Linked DNA regions of Lactuca sativa: region 2 is linked to region 1. A link is a contact called in public Hi-C data. All regions are on one chromosome and are shown on one strand. Each heading gives the region's core, a stretch centred on a gene start, on an enhancer-like site or on the middle of the called end of the contact. The rest is flanking DNA. Distances are from core to core; before and after follow the strand shown. Region 1 holds the start of LOC111893220 (TLC domain-containing protein At5g14285). Region 2 holds the start of LOC111893489 (transcription factor GTE9).

Evidence for each region. A called contact is a pair of places that touch in the nucleus more often than the background predicts.
Region 2: a Hi-C map of leaf shows a contact between it and region 1, with 9 times the contacts expected there. The contact joins the promoter of LOC111893489 here to the promoter of LOC111893220 in region 1. A contact is called at or near these places in 3 of 4 Hi-C or Micro-C datasets (leaf and seed).

What each region holds. Positions count from the first base shown.
Region 1 is chr3:206,173,349-206,179,336 of Lsat_Salinas_v11, reverse strand. LOC111893220 (TLC domain-containing protein At5g14285) reads left to right here and starts at 2,057. Exons shown (of 1, transcript XM_023889287.3): 1 at 2,057-3,092. The coding sequence starts at 2,247. The coding sequence ends at 3,002. LOC111893218 (lysine histidine transporter 1) reads right to left here. Exons shown (of 8, transcript XM_023889285.3): 4 at 4,765-5,158; 5 at 3,775-3,880; 6 at 3,585-3,676; 7 at 3,412-3,480; 8 at 3,194-3,330. The coding sequence ends at 3,232.
Region 2 is chr3:206,508,515-206,514,140 of Lsat_Salinas_v11, reverse strand. LOC111893489 (transcription factor GTE9) reads left to right here and starts at 4,049. Exons shown (of 10, transcript XM_042898642.2): 1 at 4,049-4,357; 2 at 4,710-5,626. The coding sequence starts at 4,785.

The sequences.
Region 1 (5,988 bases), core at 808-3,307:
AGGATACCGACCTAACCGGTCACTAGCATAGCATCACCCTACATATCAGGGAATCGACCTTAACCAGGTCTCTAACATATACCATCCTAACTACCAGGATGCAAACATATCAAAGCAATAACATAACAACAAATACCCGGATCTCAATCCGATAAAGGGCCGACCTTGGTGCCTTAGACCCTGTTGATATAGTGAGGATAACTCACCTCGAAACTGTCGGCTGAAAAGATAAGATCCCGCTGCTCCAAACTCCGACACGAACTCCCCCACTGAACAATACCAAAGCACTGAACTCAATAATTACCAAAATACCCCTGGAAGACAACTGGTCAACCCTTGGTCAAAGTCAAAGTCAAAGTCAACCCTTGACTGACTTTACTCGCCGAGTCAACCCGATGACTACTCGAGTCCCCATGCTCAGCATTTCCTTCAATCCGCGACCCAACTCGTTGAGTCACCCCGAGACTCGCCGAGTTCAACAACTTTGAGTCCACTCGCACACAACTCACCGAGTCACCCCTTGACTCACCGATTCACGGCTCAACCAAAAAAGATTGGGACTCTTCGACAAGACTCGTCGAGTCTAAGGCTATCTTCAACTTACTCACCGAGTTGTTCTTCCAACTCGCCGAGTTCCAGGCCATCTTCATCCAACTCGCCGAGTTGTTCTTCCAACTCGCCGAGTTCCAGCTTATCTTCAAACAACTCGCCGAGTCTACCCATGTGACTCGCCGAGTACCACCGGGTCTGAATCTATACCGAGGCTTTCCAAGCCATGCAGATGATCCAAACCATAAATCTACCCTTCCTAAGGCCATCCATCACGTAAAGTGGCAAACTTTACGTGAATCCAAGGAGATCTAGGCATTTTCACTCTAGGGCTAGGGTTTAGGACAAGGTAGCTTCACCAATCACTCATCAACAGGGACTTTATGACATACAAGACCATCCCAAGCTTAGATCTGAAGTAGCATCCTCAGATCCAAGCTTCTATCTCAATTTAGATGTCATATCAACCACCACACATGAACCCATGAAGAAAATAGCTTAAGGAAATGGTTCCTTACCCTTAGAATGAGCCCAACCAACTATAGATTCCTGATCCCCCTAAGCTTCCTGATACAAGCCTCCAATCTTCAAGCTTAAAGCACCAAATATCATTCTCCAAGCTCTAATTCACTCAACAATGGGGTCTCCTCACGAATTTAGGGCTTCTGGAACTCAAGGAATGATAAGGAGGATGGGGAGAAGATATGATGTTCTTTATATAGGGCTCAACCCTCGAAATTAGGGTTTTCTCCACTCAGCACCAACTCGCCGAGTCCACCCATGCTACTCGCCGAGTTGGTCACTTAACACGCGACCAGAGTCGCGACCCTACTCGTTGAGTCCACTCGTGGACTCGCCGAGTTGCCCTTTCCCATTTATTCTTTTAGCCCTTCAACTCTACTCTTGATATTCCGGGATGTTACAGGCTTCCATGTACAACATTTATCGAGCTTCCAATTTCCTTCAAAGTGTGTTTATTTGTGTGAAATGTACCTGGGTTTTTTTATGAAGAAGTTTACCGTGTGTATGTGAGAGAGAGAGAGAGAGATCTTGTATCATTTTCTAAACCCAAGTTAATATTTTGTAGAGCTTTAAAGATTTTTATTGGTGTAGATGGATTTCAAAGATGATGAACTTGATTGTAGAAATCTTGATCTAATTTTGACTTTTCAATCAAACATTATTTATTCATCCCATCCATAAAAAAGAAAGAGAGAAAGAGGTGGGGTTAGGGGATATATATATATATATATATATTATTTTTAAATTAAAATAGTATTTAAAAAATTAAAAAATATATATAAAAATGAAAATAAAAATGTATGATCAAGTTTTTTTTAGACCAAAACCATATAAAAAACTTTGGTTTTGGATTATCTATGCAACAATTCAACATATGTTTTAACTTATTTTTTCCCACCGTCGCCACCCATTTCACCTTTTTCAACCAGTAAACTTGTTGACAGCGACTGCGTCTTAATGGATAATGCAACAGCTTTTAATTTTGACCGAGGGTTGGGTTTGGCGGCGGGATGACTAATCAACTCGATCGTCTTTCACCTCTTGATCACGCGACATATCTATAAATTCATTCATATAGCTTTTTGATTCCACAATCTCATCCATACAATCAAACCAACCCCATCTAATTTCGTGAATTAGGATCCAAACAACATCGAATTTGGGGGAATTTAACGATGGATTCAACAAGCCTAATTTCTTCTATGTCAAGTCTACCTCTCTTCTTCGCAATGTATTTTACAATATACTTGACTGCCCACTTCATCGTCTTCCGTAGTTGGAGCCCGAAGCTCCGCCCTGAAGCCGCCAGCTGCTTAATCTCACTTGCCCATGGCACCCCGGCCGTGATCCTTGCTTGTCTCGCCATCCTCGCTGATTCCACAACTGGGTTCGCCACGATCAACACTCATTTTCAGAATACCGTTCTTGAATACAGCATTGCTTACTTCTTAATGGATCTTTGCCACTATTTAACCTTCTACCCAACCGATATCCTCTTCATCGGTCATCATTTAGCTACCCTTTTCGTTTTCGTTACCTGTCGATATCTAGTTCTTCACGGAGCATACGCGGTGTTGATTTTACTTGCTCTGGCGGAGATCACGAGCTTCTTTCAGAACGTTTGGACGCTGGCAAGTGCACGAAGGGAGGATTCTGAAACTGCACGCCAGGTGTTTGATCTTTTGTCTCCTCCATTTTATGTGCTATATTCTGCTGTTAGAGGTTTTGCTGGACCTTTATTTGTTTACAAAATGGTTGTTTTCTATTCGAGTGGGGTTGCTGATAATGTTATTCCCAAATGGCTTTGGGTTTCTTGGATTTGTGTTGTTGTCATGGCTATTTCTGTTAGTGTACTTTGGATTTCTAACCTTTGGATCGAGTTGTATAGAGAAAGAATGTTTAAGCTTGAGAAGGAGAAGAAAAGTACATAGAAAACGGAATAAATTAAGTCTGACTTGGGATATATATTGTAATGTTCATGGGTTATATATTAAAGAGAATCATAAATCAATTGTTATTCATGATATGTTACAAATATTGTAGAACACATAGAACATATAATATAATGAATAATAAACAGAAAAAAGAAGAAAAGAAAAGAAAATCACACAAATCCCCTATTATTTTGCTTTCTTCCACTTTTACTTTGAGTGATAATGATCAACTATAGAACTTATAATCCTTGGCTTGCTTAATGATATTGTAAAGTCCCCCAATAGGTGATAGAATCATCAAACATAGACCAAGAAAGATGCAAATCTGAAAATTAAAATGTTAGTTTAGATTTCATTTTATTTTATAAAAAACAAATAATGTATGGGGTTAGAAGATAAAACCTACCCAATTAGTGCACCAAGACAAGCTGAACCTCTTTGGTTTACAGATGGCAAGCCACATAATGCATGGAAGCTTTTGAAATCAAAAAGTCAAAAAGTCAACACAACAAGAAATAGTTGGATTTTGAGAAATTGAAGAAAATGTGGATGTTTATATAACTCGAAAAATATTCTTACAAAATAAGTTGTGGGGGCAAAGGCTAAGCCTCCGAAAAATCCAAGGAGACCTCCAAAGAAAGGGAAGGTTATAGCAACAAACATTGTGAATGCTGAAATCCAAAAAAAAAAAAAAAAGATTGGTAAATGATTCTTTAAAATAGATAAATTCCTAACATTTTGCCTTGACATACTATTGTACTTTACTAACCTACGTAGATATTTCGCGTACAAAACCGCAAGATCCAAGTTGGTTTGAATTTCAATTTTTTCACCAACAAGGTTTCCATCATATCAAAAACCGGCATTGCATAAATCTATACAAACTCAAAACTTCGTTAGCATGTAGAAAAATGCAAATACATTGCTACTAGAAAAATGTTAAAAAAAAATGGCAAAACATCCTTTACTCATTTTACCCATATATACAATGTATTTTATTTTTCACCTATAATAGCAATATACTTACATTTTATTTACCCATAACAACAATGTTCTTACAATTTTTTAGGGTAAATGGCACAAGACACAATATTTTCACATATTTTTTAATTTTGACATTGTGTTATTTTTTGTTCTAAATCGAAAATCGCATTTTTGAATTTTGTTCAATTTTGACCATTTCACCGGGGACCCTGCCAGGGTCCGGTTTGGCATACCAAGTTGGAAAATGTGATGTCAAAATCAAAAAAAGTGAAAACAAATTGTCTCTCAAACAAAAATTGGAAAATGCAATGCCAAAATCGAAAAAAAAGTGAATGCAGTGTCGACATTTAACGGAAAACACAATTGGAAAGTACAATGTTTAAATACCTGTTGTGCCATTTGCCCCTTTTTTTTTACTGATAATAGCAATATGTAATCAATAAAGCAACTTACATTTTCTTGACACATAATAACAAGGTACTTACATTTCTTTACCAATAGTAACAATATGTAACAATAATTTGGGTGAGAATTAAAAACAATTAAAAGGGGGTATAAATGTCATTTTATATGGGTAAAGGAACAACCACGATCGAAATTGAAAACTACAGGAACCATCTATGAGGTTTTTTAAACTTACGGACTATATCCCCGAGTTTGGGAAACCAAACCAGAGGGACCATTTACGAGGTTTTGTCACATTGGTATCCAAAGCAAGTATGTTGCTTTTATAAATACCAAATAAAGAACATTGCTATTATTGATAAAGAATTACCTGATAACTACCGATGACATGGATAACCACAAACAAGTTAGCAGCAGCAATAAGCCATTTAGGCTTATGTAGTGAAATCAAAATATTATCCGCGACTTTATTTCCAAACATATAATATCCAAGAAAAGCCACCGGAAAATAGCACAAAGCCACCACCACATAAGCCACCACCACCCCCTTCCACATGGGTCCCTTTGAAGGCTTTTCGGGTGTTGAAGGAATTGTTGCCTGGATCTCAAGCACAACATTATGGCCCGCATATGCAAATGCCACGTCACCCAAAGCTGAAAGAAAATTGAATGTTGTTTCTGCTGGGGTTTTGCCTTTGTACCCGTATTCCAAATTTTCTTGCATGCCCTTATTCACAGAAGCTGTCCATGCAATTGTTGAGTAACTGTTTCGGAAAAACACCTTATGTTAGAGGAAATTACAAAATTGGTCCCTGAGCTTTCGGATTTTTACTGTGTTTCGTCTAAAACAGAAATGTTTTTTCAGTTATGGTCCGTATTTCGAGGTTTCATGTTGATGTTTTGTCTCTGAAACTTTTATATAAGGACCAAATCAAGTAACTGGTTTGGCAAGAGCACTGGAAGTTACGCATATGGTTCCTGTGTTTTCTGATTTTTACTGTGTTTAGTCCAAAACTGAAACTTTTTTCAGTTTTGGTCCTTATTTCAAGGTTTCATGTTGATAGTTGAAAATTGACATTTTTTTTAAGTTTTGGTCCTTATTTCAAGGTTTCATATTGATTTTGGTATATGGAACTTTGAAATAAGGACCAAAATCGAGTAAATATCTGGTCATAACACTTTAAATTAGAGTAAATTACAAAATGGTCCCTGTGCTTTCTGATCTTTACCATGTTTAGTCCAAAACAGAAACGTTTTTTCAGTTATGGTGTCGATTTTTGTCTCTGAAACTTTTATATACGGACCAAATCAAATAATTGGCTTAGCAAGAACACTTGAAAATAGAGGAAGTTACGAATATGGTTCTTGTGCTTTCTGATTTTTACTGTGTTTAGTCCAAAACTGAAACCTTTTTCAGTTTTGGTCCTTATTTCAAGGTTTCATATCAATTTTGGTATCTGGAACCGTGAAATAAGGACCAAAATCAATGAGGTGTTTGGCAATCACACTGTAAGTTAGAGTAAATGACAAAAACAGTCCTTGTGCTATCTGATTTTTACCGTCTTTAGTCCAAAACTGAAACCTTTTTCAGTTT
Region 2 (5,626 bases), core at 2,800-5,299, 330 kb before region 1:
TTAACTATTATTTTTAGCCCGTATTTTATATTTTTCCAAAAATCGTATCTTCTCTATATAGACTCCGTTTTTGACATTTTTCTTTTATAAGTTTTTATCTCTTGGGATACCATGATTTCCTTTTAATGACTTTAGTCAGAACTCAAACGATTTATTTATACAATTTTGATGTTGATTACGTTAATACGCGGTTGATTTTTACTTTTTAAAAAAAAACCAGAACTCCTCGGAGTCAGATATTTATAGAGTTTACATCCGTGGGATCACGTTACGGTGTACTTTCCAAATACACTAACCATTATTTGTAGTGGTATATCTTTTTGGTCACTTATTTTTGACCATATTAACCTTTTTATTTCTTATAAATCATAGCATGTTTGATCATATTTTCTCGGAATATGAAAGACTCTATTGTTACCATTTGTTGGTGCTAATCTCTAGTGACTGTTGTTGACACAAAATTTTCCGATTGTCAAATGAGTGGATCAGGGGCGGCTCAACTAATTTGGGGGCTCTAAGCGAACCAAAATTTTGGGGCCTTTGAGTTCCTGACAGTTATTGATAGCCTTGACCTTCAAAAAACTCAAATTCGTTCCACCATTACAACTTCTAACAAAAATCGTTCCAAACCCCAAAATCCAACTTGACACAATGAATATTAAAAAAATTAAGCCCTATTAACCTTAATAAATAGTCTAATCAAGAAAGAAGAATCAGTCTACATCAAAGTTCAAAAAATAGATTTATTCCTTCTTTTCTACATCAAATAGATTTCTACATCAAAATTAATAGTTTTAACTTCATCAAAGTAAAACAATTTAGCATAATATATATCTAAATTCTAAAACAACACGTCACTAAAAAATTGCAGAAAATATTTACTTGCGTCGCCCTAAAATCAGAAAATTCAATCTTACAACTAACAACAATGAATCATACAAAACTTTAAAACATACTTACAAACACAAATCGAATCTAATTGTGAGACAGCAACAGGAAAAATGCTCATATACAAAGTACAAACAGTTAAACTCAAACACAAACAGGATTACAGGAAGAATCAAGAATTCGCTAAGGAAAGAGACAAATAGTAAGAGATTATCAACCTTTCAGAAAGAAGAATCAACTATCAAACTAACCTCTTTTTTTTTATTTTTGAATAAGAATTGGTCAGATCATCAGAGCCAAGAAGAAGAAGATTAGAATCGAGAATCAAATTAAAACTGGTAGACGGTAGTGGTAATCCATCATGCGGTTACGAGGATAGAGGAGAATGAAGAATGAACTCAGAGGACACAGATTCACAGAAAGAATAGTCGCCGAGAATTATTTCTGCTTATTGCGTTAATGGAAAATCCAAACCGTTAATCCCTAATTGAAATATGGGTTAAATGAGGCCTTAAGCAAGGGCTTATTTTTCATCTATGTAAGGCCGGACCTGGAGTGAAGTCAAATGATGTGGATCTCTTATGCAAATATATATATATATATATATATATATATATATATATATATATATATATATCTTTACTATCTTATAAAAGAAATCTCACTATTTCTATAAATAGATTCAATATAATAATAATATTTTTTTAAGACGTCCAAATATTAAAGCTTAAAGTACAACCAAACATCAATAAAATAATATTAAAATCTTAAGTTAACCCATGGAGATCATATATATATGTTTGAACTTTGAATCCTCCTAAAAATCTGGCAAAATTGACCAAATATTCACTATAGTTCACGCAATTAAATCGGTTTCAGATGGAGTTATTATTTGACCTGAATCCTTAGTTTTAGTAGACTAAACCAATCTTTATCTCATGTGTAGTTTCAACAAATTTTAAAGAAACATAAATGTGCACCGTAAACCGTCAGTCCCTTTTCTTCTTCATGAAGCCACCTCTCTAATCATGACTTGTTTTTCTTTTTACAGGTTGTAAGTCATGGATCTCGATCTACACCACCATTTTCACACCACCTAAGTCTCTCTCTCTCTCTCTCTCTCTCTCTCTCTCTCAACTGCGTTTATTTTTACAAGTTGTTTTTTTATAGTTTTTTTTTTATTTTTTATGCAAGCAATGATTTGAGTATAAATGCACATAGAGGAAAGAAAAGAAACGTAGGTACCAAACTTGAAGAAAAGAAAACTATGAAGCAAACCTGAAGGTATCTTCTTGATTTTGAATTCTCGATTATTTTGCATTTTTTTGGACAAGCAATCAACTATATTATCTTTTAACATATTTGACCATATGTGGTTTATCGTGATTTTCCTCCTGATGAGTTTCTTTTTTGATATGATTTTTTGGCAAATCCGACCTCCACAAAAAGTTTGTTGAAATTCAATAAATAACATGCTTCAAAAATATGTAACCATTGATTGTTATGGGTTTGGCTTTTGCTTGAATTGAATTATTGTTCAAAAATATCTTACCTAACTGCCTTGTTTTTCAAAAGTATTTTATTCCTTAATTGCTCATGGCAGGGTCATCATTGTTAGCAAGAGAGACTTTTTGAAGAATGAAGGGATATTGACTAGCTTCCCTGAAGGTAGACATATAAGTTCCTTTGATGATGGTTATTGATGGCGAAGATAGTCATCTGCTCCTTTATCGTTCAAGATCACCCAACAGGAATTTGGTAGCAGCTATACTCCTCCATACAACATGAAGGTCAAGTCAATTCGAGCCTATATATTTCTAGCAAGCTATATCTTATAGTTTCTTATATGGGCTGAATGTTTGACTTCATTTTGGACGTAAAAACCTGATAATCGATGTCAATTTTTGGATCCGAAAAAGCAATATATTAAAATTTTATAAACTATAAAATCTATTGCATCTTGTGAAATGCAAGAGCATAATCACATTGAATTTACCTGGTCTCGCAAGCATACATGATAGTCAAATTCTTATAATATTACAATCTATGTGTAAATCGATAGCAAAATGTTTTCTTTGGAAAATACACAAAAGTTAAATGGTTGACAAATAATATCATTGACGGTCATTTCCTAATACTAAATCATACTTTTCTCATTGGTAGTCTATTAGTTCAAAATCATTTAATTTCAAGAATACTTGTTTTCTGTCTAATTGTGTTGTTTTAGTTTATTATTGAGCAGGAGCTACTATAAGTATAGAAGGGATAAAAGCATGTGGTTATTGTTTTTTGCTATTTATATGCTTATTCATCGTGCCTAGCTAGGGGATTATTTTTGGAATTTTGAAGGGATAAAATCAAATAATATTTGTTTGCCCAGATTCTTTTTTATTTTATATAATTTTGCATCAGAACCAGTTATGTATAACTATGCTTAGATATCAATTTTTTTTATTGTATACACTTACATTTAAAAATGCGGTTCACCAACAATTTATGGGTGTTAATACACATTAGGGGGTTTTAACATTCTAAGTATCATGCCTATTAATAGATTAAACTTATTGTTCATTTTTTGAGTAGATTAATTTTGTTGGTCTTAATTTCACTAATTTGTTTGATGACTTTTAGAAAATTCTCTGTAAAAGTTGTTGATTTTACCGAAAAAAACTATACAAACTCTCTCCTCACCCTTATGGCCGTCCGCCGCATTGCGCGGGTAGACGGCTAGTATATATATATATATATATATATATATATATATATATATATATATATATATATATATATATATATATATATATATATATATAGTTAAAAGGAGCATCAATCCAAAAAACATTAAGGATTAAAACAAAACCCACTAAAAAAAACATACCAAAAGGACGATTGTTACGGTTTTGTCATAAGTAAAAAAAATAGCGTTAAATATAAATGTTTGGACTTAAGGGACTAAAGATGGAATGAAGTTATAGTTTGAGGACCAAGTCACCGCCTTTATTGCACGTGATCTGCATCACTTGGTCTATCACTAGATCTGAAGCGCTGTTCTCACCGTCGATTCCGAAGACGGCGTGAATCAACGGCTACGATTTATTAGGAGTCGGTGAAACGAGGCTCCCACTTATGGACACGAAAAAGATAAAGAGGCGTCACTCTCTTCATCCCCTAAAAAGCTTACATTTTCTGCCGTACGATCATATACTCTTCTCGTTCGGAGCCCTTGGGAAGTACCCGCGCCCCCGTCGTTTTGTTTTCTAGGGTTTCGAGCACAATATTCTTTGAGCTTTGTCGTCTTCAAATCCAGTAGAGATCTTCCGTTTTTAGGGTTATCTTCGTTGTCGGTGAGTTATTGTTGGTGATTTGATGCTATGAGTTTGAATTGCGCTGAATTAAGCTTCTGTGCGAATTGAAGTTCGTCTTTGCGGAGGAGAATTGGCTCTTTTTCGACCCAAAGAGGATTTTTGCGGTAAGATTAGGTTTTCTCCTTTGGATTACGATTTTTCTCCCCTCGTTCGTTTAATTTTTCAAAACAAAACGTTTCAATTTTAGGTTTAGGTTGGAGAAATTGTTAACCCAAACGTTCGATTTGAGAATTCTGTAATACATGGTAATCGGTTACAAGTATTGAATTTGTACATCTTTTATGGATCGAAATATGAACATGGAAACCCTAATTTCAGAGAATACGTATTTAAGTTTATTCCGCGTTTAGAGAGCGTGTGCGATCTTTTCTTTGTTAAAGAGGAATATGAGAGAGGAATGAGGGATTTGATAATGGATCCGTTTGTGAGTTAAATTGGCTTGTCATGAATATTCAGGGACGTGCGTGAAATCTTTGGGCTAGGGTTTGATATATACATCATTCTGGTTGGGTGTGAAGTGTTGATTGCAATATGGCGAAGAAGGATATGTTCCCTGATGCCTATTCTGGTGGGTTTCCCCCCAATTATGAATCAGAAGGATCTGGTTGCTCTGGACGTGATGATATCGATGCATCTGGTTATGAGGACTCGATCAACCATAGGAAAAAATGGATCAAGCTAAGCTCTGCATTATCTGATGGTTTTGGTGTTCCTGTACATGTTGTCCCTTTGTCAAAGCTCTCACCCATAGAGAAAAAGAAATTATTACTCCAATTGAAATCTGAACTTGACAGACTTAGGACATTTCAGAAAAGATTGGATGTTGATAAGCCTCGTGTTGCCACAATATCATCTTCTAATGATATTCTTAGCTCAAACTTGAAGAAATCATCTGGCTCTGGGAGAAAGATTGACCATAGTCAAAAGTCAAAGGCCCTTAATCGTGGTATTATGGGAAGGTTTTCATCTGCTAATGACACAGGGACTTTTACTCCATTACTGAAGAAACAATGTGAGAACTTATTGAAGAAGTTGATGTCCCATCAACATGGCTGGGTGTTTAACAAACCTGTTGATGTTGTTGCATTGAAAATACCAGATTACTTCAATGTCATCAAGAATCCCATGGATTTAGGGACAATAAAAGAAAAACTTTCTTCAGGGAAATACACAGGTCCCCTTGAATTTGTCGCTGATATCCGACTCACCTTTTCCAATGCCATGACTTACAACCCCCCTGGAAATGATGTCCATGTCATGGCAGATGTTCTTCATAAGTTTTTCGAGCTAAGATGGAAGCCCATTGAAAAGAAACTACCTCAAAATTCTCAACAACAATTTGAAGAGATTGATTTGGTTAAACCAATTCCTCC